3 separate regions of the Sus scrofa genome follow, and regions 1 and 3 are each linked to region 2. Evidence: chromatin contacts called from public Hi-C data. All regions are on one chromosome and are shown on one strand. The core of a region is the stretch at or near the end of the contact, and the rest is flanking DNA. Distances in the headings are between cores, read along the strand shown. Region 1 has its middle 19 kb from the start of TLN2. Region 2 overlaps TLN2 (talin-2). Region 3 overlaps TLN2 (talin-2).

Region 1 (4,066 bases), core at 1,415-3,914, 180 kb before region 2:
AGGGCAGAGTTGGGCTCCTGTTTTCCCATCATACATTGCTTTAGGTCTCTCTCATGATGTGTAGCCGCCATACACAAAAGGACTACGTATTAAAGCTCAGTAATTTTTTTTGGGCTGTGCCATGTGGAAGTTCCTGAGGCCAGGAAATCAAACCCACGCCACAACAACAACTCAAGCCACTGCAGTGACAACACTGGATCCTTAACTGGCTGAGCCACATCCAAAAGTTCAGTACTTTTAATCAAAATGGGCTCCTAACTGCTCAATGATTTCAAAAATGCCTAAATAACCAGAATCAGAAGGTGAAGTGTACCACAAAGGTCTCAGATAGGTAACTATCAAATGAAAGATAGATTTTAAAGGTCAGAAATCTGTTCTCAGAATAGATTGAACTAAGAATGAGTGCATGTGAAAGCTTGGACTTTGCGTTAACACCTCTAAACTTTTATTAAATTCTCCTATGAAAAGAAACTAGGAGTTCCTGTCATGGCTCAGAGGGAAGGAATCTGACTCGCATCCATGAGGATGCATGTTCAATCCTAGGCCTAGCTCAGTGGGTTAAGGATTGCTGCCAGCTGTGGTGTAGGTCGCAGATACAGCTTGGATCTGGCATTGCTGTGGCTGTGGTGTAGGCTGCTACAGCTTTGATTCGACCCCTAGCCTGGGAACCTCCATACACCGTGGGTGTGGCCCTAAAAAAAAAAAGAAAAAGAAAAAAGAAAAGAAACTAAACTATGATGCATATTTTTACTGACCAACTGACCAGCTTTTATTTATTTATTTTTTTTTTTTTTGTCTTTTTGCCTTTCCTAGGGCTGCAGTGTCTTGTATATTATAATAGAAGTAGTCTGTGTATGCATGAGTATTTATTTATTTATTTTGTCTTTTTTTTTTTTTTCTATTTCTTGGGCCGCTCCTGTGGCATATGGAGGTTCCCAGGCTAGGGGTCTAATCGGAGCCCTAGCTACCAGCCTATGCCAGAGCCAGGGCAACGCAGGATCCAAGCCGAGTCTGCAACCTACACCACAGCTCACAGCAACGCCAGATCGTTAACCCAGTGAGCAAGGGCAGGGATCGAACCTGCAACCTTATGGTTCCTAGTCAGATTCATTAACCAGTGCGCCACGACGGGAACTCCCCAACTGACCAGCTTTTAATACAAGTGTATGATAAACTTTACACCAACCATAGATATGAAGAAATGCAGGCTTCTGGAGGGAGCTGTGGTTGCTTTGTACCTTATTCCTTTTGGCTGTCCCCCCTTGATGTGTGGTCATCACCATGGTGATAAGAGGAAGACAGCATTTGGCTCTTTGCATAGTCTCACCTTCCAGAGTTAGCTGCTTGCTCATGGCCAGTGGCTGGAACATTTTTATAATCCTCTCTTACTTTCCTTCCCACCACTTCTTTCTCTTTGTCCACTGATTCCATCCAGAGCCTTAAATAGGCCCATTCTTTAATCCTTGGGTGAGCTAGTCAAGAATAACGGGTCCCTTCAATATTATTACTCTTACTCAATTCAGAAGAAGAAGAGCATTGTCAGCCATGTATTCCTATGGAAGGAGTGAGCCCAGGGTGTCGTACAGAGGGTCACATCAGATTAGAACTCTGGTCTGTAGGATTCTGATCCAGGGTTTCGCTTCCTCCCATGCTATTTCTTAGCTAAGGAAATAGTTTATTGAAAGCCTAGATGCTCAGAGTTGAGGAAAACTTACAAATGTAGTTCTGATCCATTTCAAAATGTATTTCCAATATGATAATCCCTGCCTCCTAGGCTTCCAATTCCAAAAAAAAGACTCTAGGAAAATTGTTCTCACAACCAGTCAAACGACAAAGTATTCAGGCAAGCCTAGGAGCTTATTTATCCAAATCCAGGTATACTGGATATAGGATTGCATTTTTTTTTTTTTTTTAGGGGCCATACTCTTGGCTTGTGGAAGCTCCCAGGCTAGGGGTTGAATCGGAGCTGCAGCTGCCAGCCTACACCACAGCCATAGCAAGTCGGGATCCCAGCCACATCTGTGACCTCCACCACAGCTCATGGCAACGCTGGATCCCCAACCCACTGAGCGAGGTCAGGGATCAAATCCGCATCCTCATGGAAACTTGTCGGATTTGTTTCTGCCGAACCACAATGGGAACTCCACAATTGGATTTTTACATGTGAAATGTATTTCTCTGGAGAACTAAAACATTTTTAATTTTGCAAGCAGCCTTTTCAGGTGGTAACTTTTCCAGACTTGACTTTCTTCTTTTTTAAAATATCCTCAATAGCATTAGTTGTGACTGTTGGTAAAAAGTTAGGGGAAAAAACACACTAAACCACCTCAGACCAAAAAAAATCGAGAACCAGAATCGGAAACCTTCCGAAGCGCCTCTCTCACCCTGAAGCTCCCTCTATATCTCTCTGAAGGCCCTTCCTACTTGTTGCCTTGCTTAGTATCAACCCCATGCAACCCAGGAGACTTTCACTTCTGATTCTTTTATTTATGGTCTTCACACTTCTCTCACATGGATCAGTGCAGAAATGATGAAGTGAGACAGCAGAAGTTAGGTTATAAAAAGAATTGTGGCTTCTGTCTTGCTGTCTGGAGTCACTCCCTCTGGGGCAAGCCAACTGCCAAAGGACACTCATGCAGAGGTCCATGATGGACGGAACTGAGGCCTCCTGCCAACAACGAGCCCTAACTTGCCAGGCACGTGAATGAGCCGCTTTGGGAGCAGATCCTTCAGCCACAGTCAAGCCCTGAGTCAGCCTTGTGGGTCTGGGAGACATCATAGCTGCCACCTCATGAGAGGCCTCAGGCCATATCACACCATTTAGCTGCTCTGGGATTCTTGACCTACAGAAACTGTGAGATAAGAAATAGTTATAGTTTAGACACATGTACTCCGATGTTCTTTGCAGCACTATTTACAATAGCCAAGACATGGAAACAACCTAAACATCCATCGACAGAGGAGTGGATCAAGAAGATGTGGTACGTATACACAATGGAAGATTACTCAGCCATTAAAAAGAACGAAATACCAGCATTTTTAGCAACATGGATGGACCTAGAAGCTATCATATTAAGTGAAGTCAGCCATACAATGAGACACCAACATCCAATGCTTTCACTGACATGTGGAATCTGAAAAAAGGACAGACTGAACTTCTTTGTAGAACAGATGCTGACTCACAGACATTGAAAAACTTATGGGAGTTCCCGTTGTGGCGCAGTGGTTAACGAATCCGACTAGGAACCATGAGGTTGCGGGTTCGGTCCCTGTCCTTGCTCAGTGGGTTAACGATCCGGCGTTGCCGTGAGCTGTGGTGTAGGTTGCAGACGCGGCTCGGATCCCGCGTTGCTGTGGCTTTGGCGTAGGCCGGTGGCTATGGCTCCGATTCAACCCCTAGCCTGGGAACCTCCATATGCCGCGGGAGCGGCCCAAGAAATAGCAACAACAACAACAAAAAAAAAAAAAAAAGAAAAAAAAAAGAAAAACTTATGGTCTCCAGAGGAAACAGTTTGGGGGGTGGGGGGATGTGCTTGGGTTATGGGATGGAAATCCTGTGAAATTGGGTTGTGATGATCATTATACAACTACAGATGTGATAAATTCATTTGAGTAATAAAAAAATCATTTGATAGCCAAAAAAAAAAAAAGTTATAGTTTAATCCACCAAACTTGGGATGACTTGTGATATAACAACAGGTAATTGATAGATAAAGTCACCTGAATATGTGACTAATAATGACATAGATTTGGTCAGAAAATTAACCACTACCTTCTAGCTACTGAACTCATTCAGAGTAGGGAGTTAAGAGATTGGGGTGAGAAAGGAAAGATCAGTATATTTTATGTTAATTATCTGGTTATTTGTTTTCTTTTTTCCAACCTCAACATTCCCATGAGGACTGAGAGATTTTTTTTTAAGTTTTATTGAAGTATAGTTGATTTACAATGTTGTGATAATTTCTGCTGTGCAACCAAGTGATTCAGTTATACACATACTCATATCCTTTCTTTTTCAGATTTTTTTCCCATATAGGTTATCACAGAATATTGGATAGAGTTCCCT
Region 2 (4,269 bases), core at 710-3,209:
CGCGGGGAGCGGCCTAAGAAATAGCAACAACAACAACAACAACAACAACAACAATAACAACAACAACAAAAAGACAAAAAAAAAAAAATAGAAGAGGGAAATCCTGCCATTTGCAACAGTGTGGATCGGTGGGCCTTGAAGGTATTCTGCTGAGTAAAACTGGAGAGGGGGAGAAGGATAAATACTATTCGATATTGCTTATGTGGAATCTGAAAAAGTGGAACTCATAAAAAGTCAAATGGTGGGTATCAGGGACTGGCAGGTGGGAGAAATGGGAAGATGTTGGTCGAAGGGTCAGAGGGTGCATACTTTCAGTTACAAGGTAAGTCCGTCTTCGGGATCTGATGTACAACATGGTGAATATAGTCAGTACTATATTACATACCTGGAAGTTGGAAAAATAATGTTCCTTGTTTCTGCAGACCTTGAAGAATATTTTGGGAGGGTCTTAGTACCTGTAATAGATGTGCACAGGGTGGTCCAAGGCCAGCTCTGAACCTCTTGCCTGGTTCCTTTGACCTCCTCGAGCTCAGAGTGCCCCTTTCTCTACACTCGCAGGACTGGTAGTCTGTGCCTCCTGTGGGACATCTCTATCCTCAGCCATCTTTTCATGGGTCATTCCAAAAGATTCTACATCATGCTAACCGAAAAGGAAGGAGTGAGGTTTATCAGGTCTTTCTAGAACAGCTTGTCATCAGATGCCTGGGAAAAAAAGCCCACAGTGTGGACAGGAAGGATCCTATCTTTCTGAAAAGGATAGACATGAGTTCCATAGCCTTGCAAAGATTCTAGGCTCTGATCTGCTTTGGGACATTTTTCATTTACTAGAGCAACCATTCCTAACTGATATGCCACCCAGCCATCCTACACATTGTCTTTTCGCCTTCCACCCTCTGATTGGCTCCTCTTCTGGGGAGAAAAACCTTTTCAAAACAAGTTTGAGTAGAGTTACGAAAAAAAAAATCACTGTGCTCTTTGCACGGTGACTTGTAATGGAACCAAAGAAACGGTTTCATGGTAAGTTAGCTTTGTTCTGGTTTGCCTTGTTGCTTTTCAGGGCAACATAGTCATGGCATCAATAGCCTAAGTCAATGAACATTTGGGGGTGACCCCAAGGAACAGTTTGATATGTGTATTATGATTTTTCTTCTATTGACAAAGGGAATGAAAAATAGGGAATGAAAAACAGTACATTTCTTTGCTTTTTTTTCATAAATTGCATGTTGTGATAATGATTAAGGCATTGGGGGGCAAGTCAACCTTCTGTAGACTAGGAAAGAAATAGTGGGGAAAAGGTAGGTTAATAAGGTAGGAAATATTTCCAGTGAGGAAACCCCATTTTAACCCTGCATCTGCATGGTATATCGTATCCATGTGTATAGATGTGTTATTTACCAAGTTTTCCAGGCATAGCAGAGGCTGAAAATCTTTGATAAATTTGCATATCCTTATATGCTCATCTAAATCAATGAGGAACAATTGTTCTTGGACAGAGGCCTGAACTTCATACCACTCTGCATGCACTGGTGACCCTGTGCAAGCCTAGCCTGGGTGGCGTGTGTTGACAGTACCTTGTTCCAACTGGGCACTTGATAAATAATATAAATAAATAAATGGGTACCCAGAATAGCAGCTCGAAGCCGAGGATGTTTGTGTCCCAGACTAATCCTGTCAGTTCTTTGAACATGCTTTGGAAAGAGCACCAGGGCAGGACCTGGCTATCTCTGTGAGTCACAGGTCTTTGGATGTTTCCTTTCTGTATTCTGCTGGTTCTGTGAGGTAGTAGAACCAGGCATGTAGGACTTCAGGTCAGGCTGGAACATTCTGAAGGACTGGAAACTTGATGAGAGGGGAATAGTCCTTTTGCTTCTTAAGGCAAGAGCAGGTCCTCTGATAGGAGTGTGGCTGGTCTGTTTGGCAGATGTTGTGGGGAGGGAAATAGGCACTGACTTCAGCCTCCTGCATCTGTGAAGGGGCTCTCATGACCTGCTGGTGACAAAGAAAAGCAGTTGCTGAAAACCACATGGCTTTACTGACAGAGATTCTTGATGGGGACTTCCCCTTTAGCACAAAGCCAGAGAGTTGAGTTGGGACATGGCTGATCTGCCTCTGCTGAATTCAGGGAATGGATTTAAAAGTGTGGACAGAGATTTTTGTAGTGATGATTGGTTGTTGTTTTCCTCTTAATGAAACAACAGCTGTTGGATTCAACCTTCTGTTTTTGCCATGTTAATTTTGGTTATTACATGTTTCATTCCACAGTTGTGAACTTGTGAGACGTTTTTGAAAGGAGAAGCAGAAAATGTGGTGTTCCAGACTTGCTTTTCAGGAGGCAGGTTTCCTAACTTCCCTTTGTTCTGAGGTTTACTCTTTCTGTCCAGTCCCAGGAACAGGAGAGAAGGCCCTTCTTAGCATACAGATCCAGCGAGGGTCTAGGCCAGCGATGATGGTTCACCAAGCCATCTCGGTACAATGGACAGTGCAGGTAGAAAGGCAAAACCAGGTTGGTTACTGGCTACAGAGCCAAGACAGGGCCCATTAGAACAGGAAGCACTTTGAGATCCATCTCCAGTAGCCACGTGGCTGACAATAAAGTACAATTTTGGAAGCATTTATAGACTTGAGCAACTAGTAGAACTAAATTCCTTGTGGTAATTATTGTGATATGCAGAGACTATGAAAGACATGGAATGTTTCAGTTGATAAGCCTTTGATCTGTAATATTGCATTTCATTTACTGGCACCTGCAGACAATCTGGGAACCTCTTCAGAACCCATTTAAAACCCAAGAAGAGAAAGCAGTGTTAATTGGGGGAGAAAGAGGATGAAGCAACAGTATTGAACAGATAACTCTGTCCATTGATCAAAGAAATTGCTGGTCTCTAGGAGAGGAGGGTTAACTGTTTACTAAGCTCTCAATCATTGTAGGTATATACACATTGGAAAGATATTGCTTTACTCTCAAGTTCATTTATAGTGGTGGTATAAATTTTGTCAGACAACCCCTCTATTTCTGTAACCTGTTGAAAACATGTTCAGATGCTATTAATATAGACCACAAATGGGACATCAAAATCCTTGGGCAGGTAGGAGACCTGACATGCCACACACCAAAGGGTTGACCATGAGTGGCCAGGATAACATCAATCCAATAGCTATATCAGCATCTTTGCTGCTTGCATATGAACACGCAAAGGTTCTCATGTTCTTGTTGCCATCTTCAATGGAAATGGGTCCTGACATCATTCTTCAACTTTACTCATTATTTCCCAATTATCTCTGTGGTGGGGAGAAATCAAATCTCAGGCTCTGTTTATTTCATGTCCCTCCTTAAAATCTTACAGATGTATGGTGCTCTACAGGGACTTGGGCCTGCAAGCATGAAAGGGGATGTAAAAAGCTTGGGAGGTGATTGGAGCCTATTGTTCTGTGAATGCCGTGGCCTGTGCTTTCCTGTTTTCTACTCTGGTGTTGCCCTTAGGATGATTTTATACAGATGTTTGCGAAAGTCGGGGACTTTACTTTTTCAACCTCAGAGTTAGTCTGCACCTTCCCTGGAAGGACTTCAGTGATCTGCATATGGGAGGGCAGCCTGATGAATTTCTGATCTTCCTCCAGTTGTTGCTGCCAGTCTGGTTGTGAAATGTGCCAGGACCATGGCCAACTGTGTAATGTTGAAATCTGTTGCATCTGAAATGCCTTTCTATCTTGTACATTGCCTTGTGAAATAAGAAGGTATGACTGGCAGGGAGCAGGAGGTTTAAATCACATTTTGAATTTGCCTAAAGAGATTTATTGTCTTGTGTCACCAGAAGACATTGTGCAAAGGGCTGTTTAGAAGGTTGCAGAAGTATATAGAGAGCTTGATTTCCAGTCTGAGACTCTGTGGAAGGATCACAAAAAATACAAGCTTAGGATATGGACTCCAGCCTGAGTCTAGAAGACCAGACAAGATTTGCATTAAAGAGATCAAGAGAAGAACATTTTAGGCAGGATAATGACACACATAGGTGTGGAGGTGGGAGTGCATGAGATATGTAGGGGGACAGCATGCAGATTCTTGGAATAGTAGATCTTTTTATGTGCTAAGAGAATAGGGAAAGGTCAGCTTGAAAGGCAGGAGTGGGCATGTGTTATGATGCTTTGGATAAAAGAAAACCAGAGTTAGCTTAGACAGTGAAGATAACTCATTGATTCAATCTTGGGGTGGTTGGGAGGCCCACTTCTCAAGTTGCAGACATGTTTCTTGAGATTTCCTTAGATTTCTTC
Region 3 (4,254 bases), core at 1,038-3,537, 140 kb after region 2:
ACCTCAGTTTCTTCACTTAAAAATGGAAATGATCCTCCTTTACAGAGCTCTAAGGAAAGTTCAGTGAGGTAATGTGTGGAAATAAACATAGTAGATGGAATGTAGGGCTATCTGATAAATTTTAGGTTATCTCATGTCCTTGACCCTTGTCACAATTCCCTAATTCCTAGCCCCTGAGTCCTGCAACTTTTAATTTGCTTTTAGAGTCCACGACGCAGAGCAGGAGTTGGAAAACTTTTTTAGTAAAGGGCCATATAGGCAATACCTTCAGCTTGGCTCATTGTGCCACTCTGCATGTATAGCCTGAAAGCAGTCGTCAGTATGTATATAAATGAGCATGGTTATGTTCCCAAAGCTGTATTTATGGAGTTTGAAATTTCACCTTCGTATGATTTTCACTTCTCCCTTTTTAAATTTTTTTCATCCATTTAAAAATGGAAAATCCACTCTTAGCTCTCAGGGCCCCCCACGAAAGGGGGGCAGCAAACTGGATTTAGCACCTGATGTAGTTTGCTGACCCTGCCAGAGAGGATATCTGTAATGAGTCCCTCATGTGGCAGAGTTCTCAGTGGCTAAGAATACATTTGGATTCTGGCTTTGCCATTTGGTTTGACCATGGATAAGTTACTTTACCTTCCATCTCCAATCTTCAGTTTATGCACCTACAATGCTGACTTTTTTTGAGGTTTAAAGGAAATAATATAGAAGATGCATAAAATGATCTCAATAAATGCAAGCTATAAACATCTGCAGTCTTCCTCTTTCATTGAGATCCTTGCAGTTTATCTTAGTTTTTTAAAACTCCATAAGGAATGGTAAGGCACTTTCCATGACTTGCAAAGGATCTTGTTTCATTCCAAGATATCCTTGTGTAAACCTTCTGATGCATAAATTTGCCTTTAACTTTCCTTGCAACCACAACCAGAGCCTAGAGATGAGAGGCCTGGGGAGTGTTTACTCTCTTCTCACCTGAACTGTGAGAGCATCTCAGAATCATGAATTAAGTCAAAAATGGATCAACACTTGTTTTTAGGGACAGAGATGGCTAATGAACAGGGTCTTTAACACCATTTTGCTTTTGAGCAGCCATCCCTCTCAAAAGAAAAAAGCATACTGATGACACAGCAAAGCCACAAGGCAGTACTTGGCAGGAAACCAGCGTAGAACTCTAGTGAGCACAGCTGGATCACGGACTTAGGCCATATTGAAGTTGGGCCTAGGGCCAAAGCCTGCCAAAAGCTCAGCCCCTTGGCATTCCTCCACCCTCGTCTGAATCTGATGTAAGACACAGGTGATGTCAGAATCGGCCAATATCCACACCTGTGAGAAGAGCCTGAGGCAGAGCAGGCTTGATCAGAGCCAGCTGCCGGGGCTGAACCCACTATAATGAGATGTGCTTGCAAGAGGAGGGGCAGGGCTCACTAGTGGATCCTGCCTCTCCTTGGTTGAATGAGTACCTTCTCCTGCCTTTAAGTTACCCAAACTCAACATGTTGCCAAAACAAAACCAACCTAATGAGGACTGCTTGGAGAGAGACGTTGCTATGTAGCCAGCAAAGTCGCAGCCACAGTCTGCATGTGTCTGAGTATGAGAGATGTGTTGGTCTTCACTGGCCTGCCTAACCTGCTTTTTTCTCCCAGAGATAAAAGGATGCTAGTGTCTGTAGTTGAAGGTTGGACTGAGATTCGAGATACAGGGAGGAAGGGGAAGCCTTATAGCCTATGGACTGCCTTCTAACATGCAAGTCTGCCCCGGAGGGTCTAAGGCCGGTCCTTGGTCAGGGGCGACCCGACCTCACTCGCACAGAGCCAAGCCCCTCGATATTTAACTTTCTCCAGCTGCTTTGCATTTGGTGGGTAGCCGCTGAATTGTTGCTTGATGGTGGTCTCTGTTGCTGAGTGACAGTATTTTCTGAGTTCCTCATATATCCTCCCCAGTCGTGACCTTCTGATGGAATGCCCGCTGTCAGTTGTTTGCTTGTTCACTTCGGCTTCCTCTCCTAGGCCAGAATGATCTCGACAGGAGTTGGGGCAATCCATCACGACCCTATGTTCCCCCCCGCCCCCCACCAGAGCCCCTCACTGGGGAGGTGCAGATGGGAAAGGAGGCAGGCAGCAGCTGCAAACCATATTTTATTTCTGATCTCCTTCCTGGGCTGGGCTGGTGCCAACCCTGTGTGACTAAACGAGCAGCCTGGAACCTTTCCACCGCAGTCTCTGTGGCTCCTGAAGCCAAGTGAGATGCACGGGCATGGCCCATGCTGGGCTGATTTCACCCCTTGTGGAACTGGCCTCTCTACAAAGAACCTGACTCGTCTCTGAGTTTTTCCTAAGGACTGGGAGGTTCTCACAGTGCCGTAGTCCCCTCGCCAGACACCCACACAGATTCCTACTGCCTTTATCTCCTCCTCTTGGGAGGAAGCTGGAGGTGTGCCATGACCTTCCCTGTCTGACGGTTTATGAACCGCCCACAGGGGATAGGAGGAGTGCTTTTGCCTTTTCTCTAATTGCTTCCATCAGAACTAGTATGCTGTGGTAGACAGTCTCTTGAAGTCAGAGATGTTTCTAAGCTTCTCGAATCTGCGTTCTAATCTGGGCTTTATCACTTAACTACTGTTTGCTTCGGACAAGTTGCTGGTCCCTTCATTTCAAGATGGGGATGGTGATGATGATGTTGATGACGATGATGTCAGCATTTGGAGGATGTTCTGAACATTGATGGTGATATTTATTATCTGTCACACTCCCGGCTTAAGTGCCCATCCCATTGTACACACACCCACGTATACATACATACTAGGTGCTCATTGTGTGTATATTCCTCTGGTAATAGTGGTGTGGGTATGGCTAAGTTTCAGCAAGTGTTTTTGAAAACTTTTTTTTTTTCTTGAGAACAACAGAAATGTGTGTTAAGTTACGTTTTTGGAATGAGGGAAAGCACAAGAAAATGGTACACATCCTATGAGATGATCATTACTGTTATTTTTATCATGTAATTTTCTAAAAGATTTATTTAAAATTTTATTTCATGTAGGATGCTCTACACACTGTTTTGTTTATTTTATTTATTTTTTTGTCTTTTTAGGGCCACACCTGTGGCATATGGAGGTTCCCAGGCTAGGGGTCAAATCATGGCTACAGCGGCCGGTTTACACCACAGCTTACAGCAACACCGGATCCTTAACCCACTGAGTGAGGCCAGGGATCAAACCTGCATCCTCATGAATACTAGTCAGGTTTGTTACTGCTGAGCCACAATGGGAACTGGTTTTTTTATTTTTAATGTGGATAATTTATTGAGTCCAATTGTTTTCCTACAATATAATTTTTAGTAGCTGTAGATTATTTTGTTATTTGGATATACCACAATTTATTGATCAAATCTCTTGTTGAAATTTTTGGTTATTTCTATTTTTTCACTGTGATAAAACTCTGGTTGCACCTTACTGCAACGTAGTCTTTATGTACATTTATGACTTCTTAATTTTCTAGAAGAAGTTGGGTTAAAAGTAGGAATTTTTTTTTTTTTTTTTTTTGACTTTTTAGGGCCACACCCACTGCATATGGAGGTTCCCAGGCTAGGGGTGGAATTGGAGCTACAGCTGCCGGCCTACACCACAGCCACAGTCATGCCAGATCTGAGACAGGTCTGTGACCTACACCATAGCTCACAGCAATGCCAGCTTCTTAACACACTGAGCAAGGCCAGGGATTGAACCTGCATCTTCATGGACTCTAGTCACATTCATTTCCACTGAGCCATGACAGGAACTCCGGAACATTTTTTAAAGCTTTGAGTGGGTATTAACAAATTTTCTTCATAAAGGCCTCTATTTTAAGTGCCCATCAAGAGTGGTCCCCCTTCATACCTTCTTTAATCCTGAGTGTTCATTTTTTAAAAACTATGATATATACATGAATATTTATCTAATTGTTGCTTATTGCTTATTATCTATTTTATTATTTTAAACACATTTTCTGTTCGTGTTCTTTGCCACTTATGTTTGATGATTTTTGATAACCTTTCATATATAAAGTATACAAAATCTCTTATCATCCTATTTGTTGTAAAATATTTATTTCCCAGTTATTTTCCTTTAATTTTGTTTATGGTGAGGTCTCTTTCTTTTTGTTCCCTTCTCTTTCTTTAAGATGTATCAGGGAGTTCCCGTTGTGGCTCAGTGGTTAATGAATCCGACTAGGAACCATGAGGTTTCGGGTTCGATCCCTGGCCTCACTCAGTGGGTTAAGGATC

Evidence for each region. Hi-C and Micro-C count contacts between places; a contact is called where the count stands out from the background.
Region 1: a Hi-C map of heart right ventricle shows a contact between it and region 2, with 2.1 times the contacts expected there. The contact joins two enhancer-like sites. A contact is called at or near these places in 1 of 5 promoter capture datasets (liver), 2 of 47 Hi-C or Micro-C datasets (heart right ventricle and omental adipose tissue) and 1 of 2 datasets of contacts at active chromatin or transcription factors (skeletal muscle).
Region 3: a contact with region 2 is called in a Hi-C map of skeletal muscle, with 4 times the contacts expected there. The contact joins two enhancer-like sites. A contact is called at or near these places in 2 of 47 Hi-C or Micro-C datasets (liver and skeletal muscle).

What each region holds. Positions count from the first base shown.
Region 1 is chr1:109,697,984-109,702,049 of Sscrofa11.1, reverse strand. No RefSeq gene overlaps it. Among named protein-coding and RNA genes, the nearest start is that of TLN2, 19 kb to the right of the region's middle. Within about 2 kb of position 2,664, at least 5 of the 83 cell types and tissues checked have an H3K27ac peak or open chromatin away from gene starts, as enhancers often do.
Region 2 is chr1:109,512,786-109,517,054 of Sscrofa11.1, reverse strand. All of the region lies in intron 2 of TLN2 (talin-2), which reads left to right. Among named protein-coding and RNA genes, the nearest start is that of TLN2, 170 kb to the left of the region's middle. Within about 2 kb of position 1,959, at least 8 of the 83 cell types and tissues checked have an H3K27ac peak or open chromatin away from gene starts, as enhancers often do. A contact at or near this core is called in skeletal muscle, where this site is marked.
Region 3 is chr1:109,372,679-109,376,932 of Sscrofa11.1, reverse strand. The region is part of intron 11 of TLN2 (talin-2); the gene reads left to right. Among named protein-coding and RNA genes, the nearest start is that of MIR190A, 150 kb to the right of the region's middle. Within about 2 kb of position 2,287, at least 26 of the 83 cell types and tissues checked have an H3K27ac peak or open chromatin away from gene starts, as enhancers often do. A contact at or near this core is called in skeletal muscle, where this site is marked.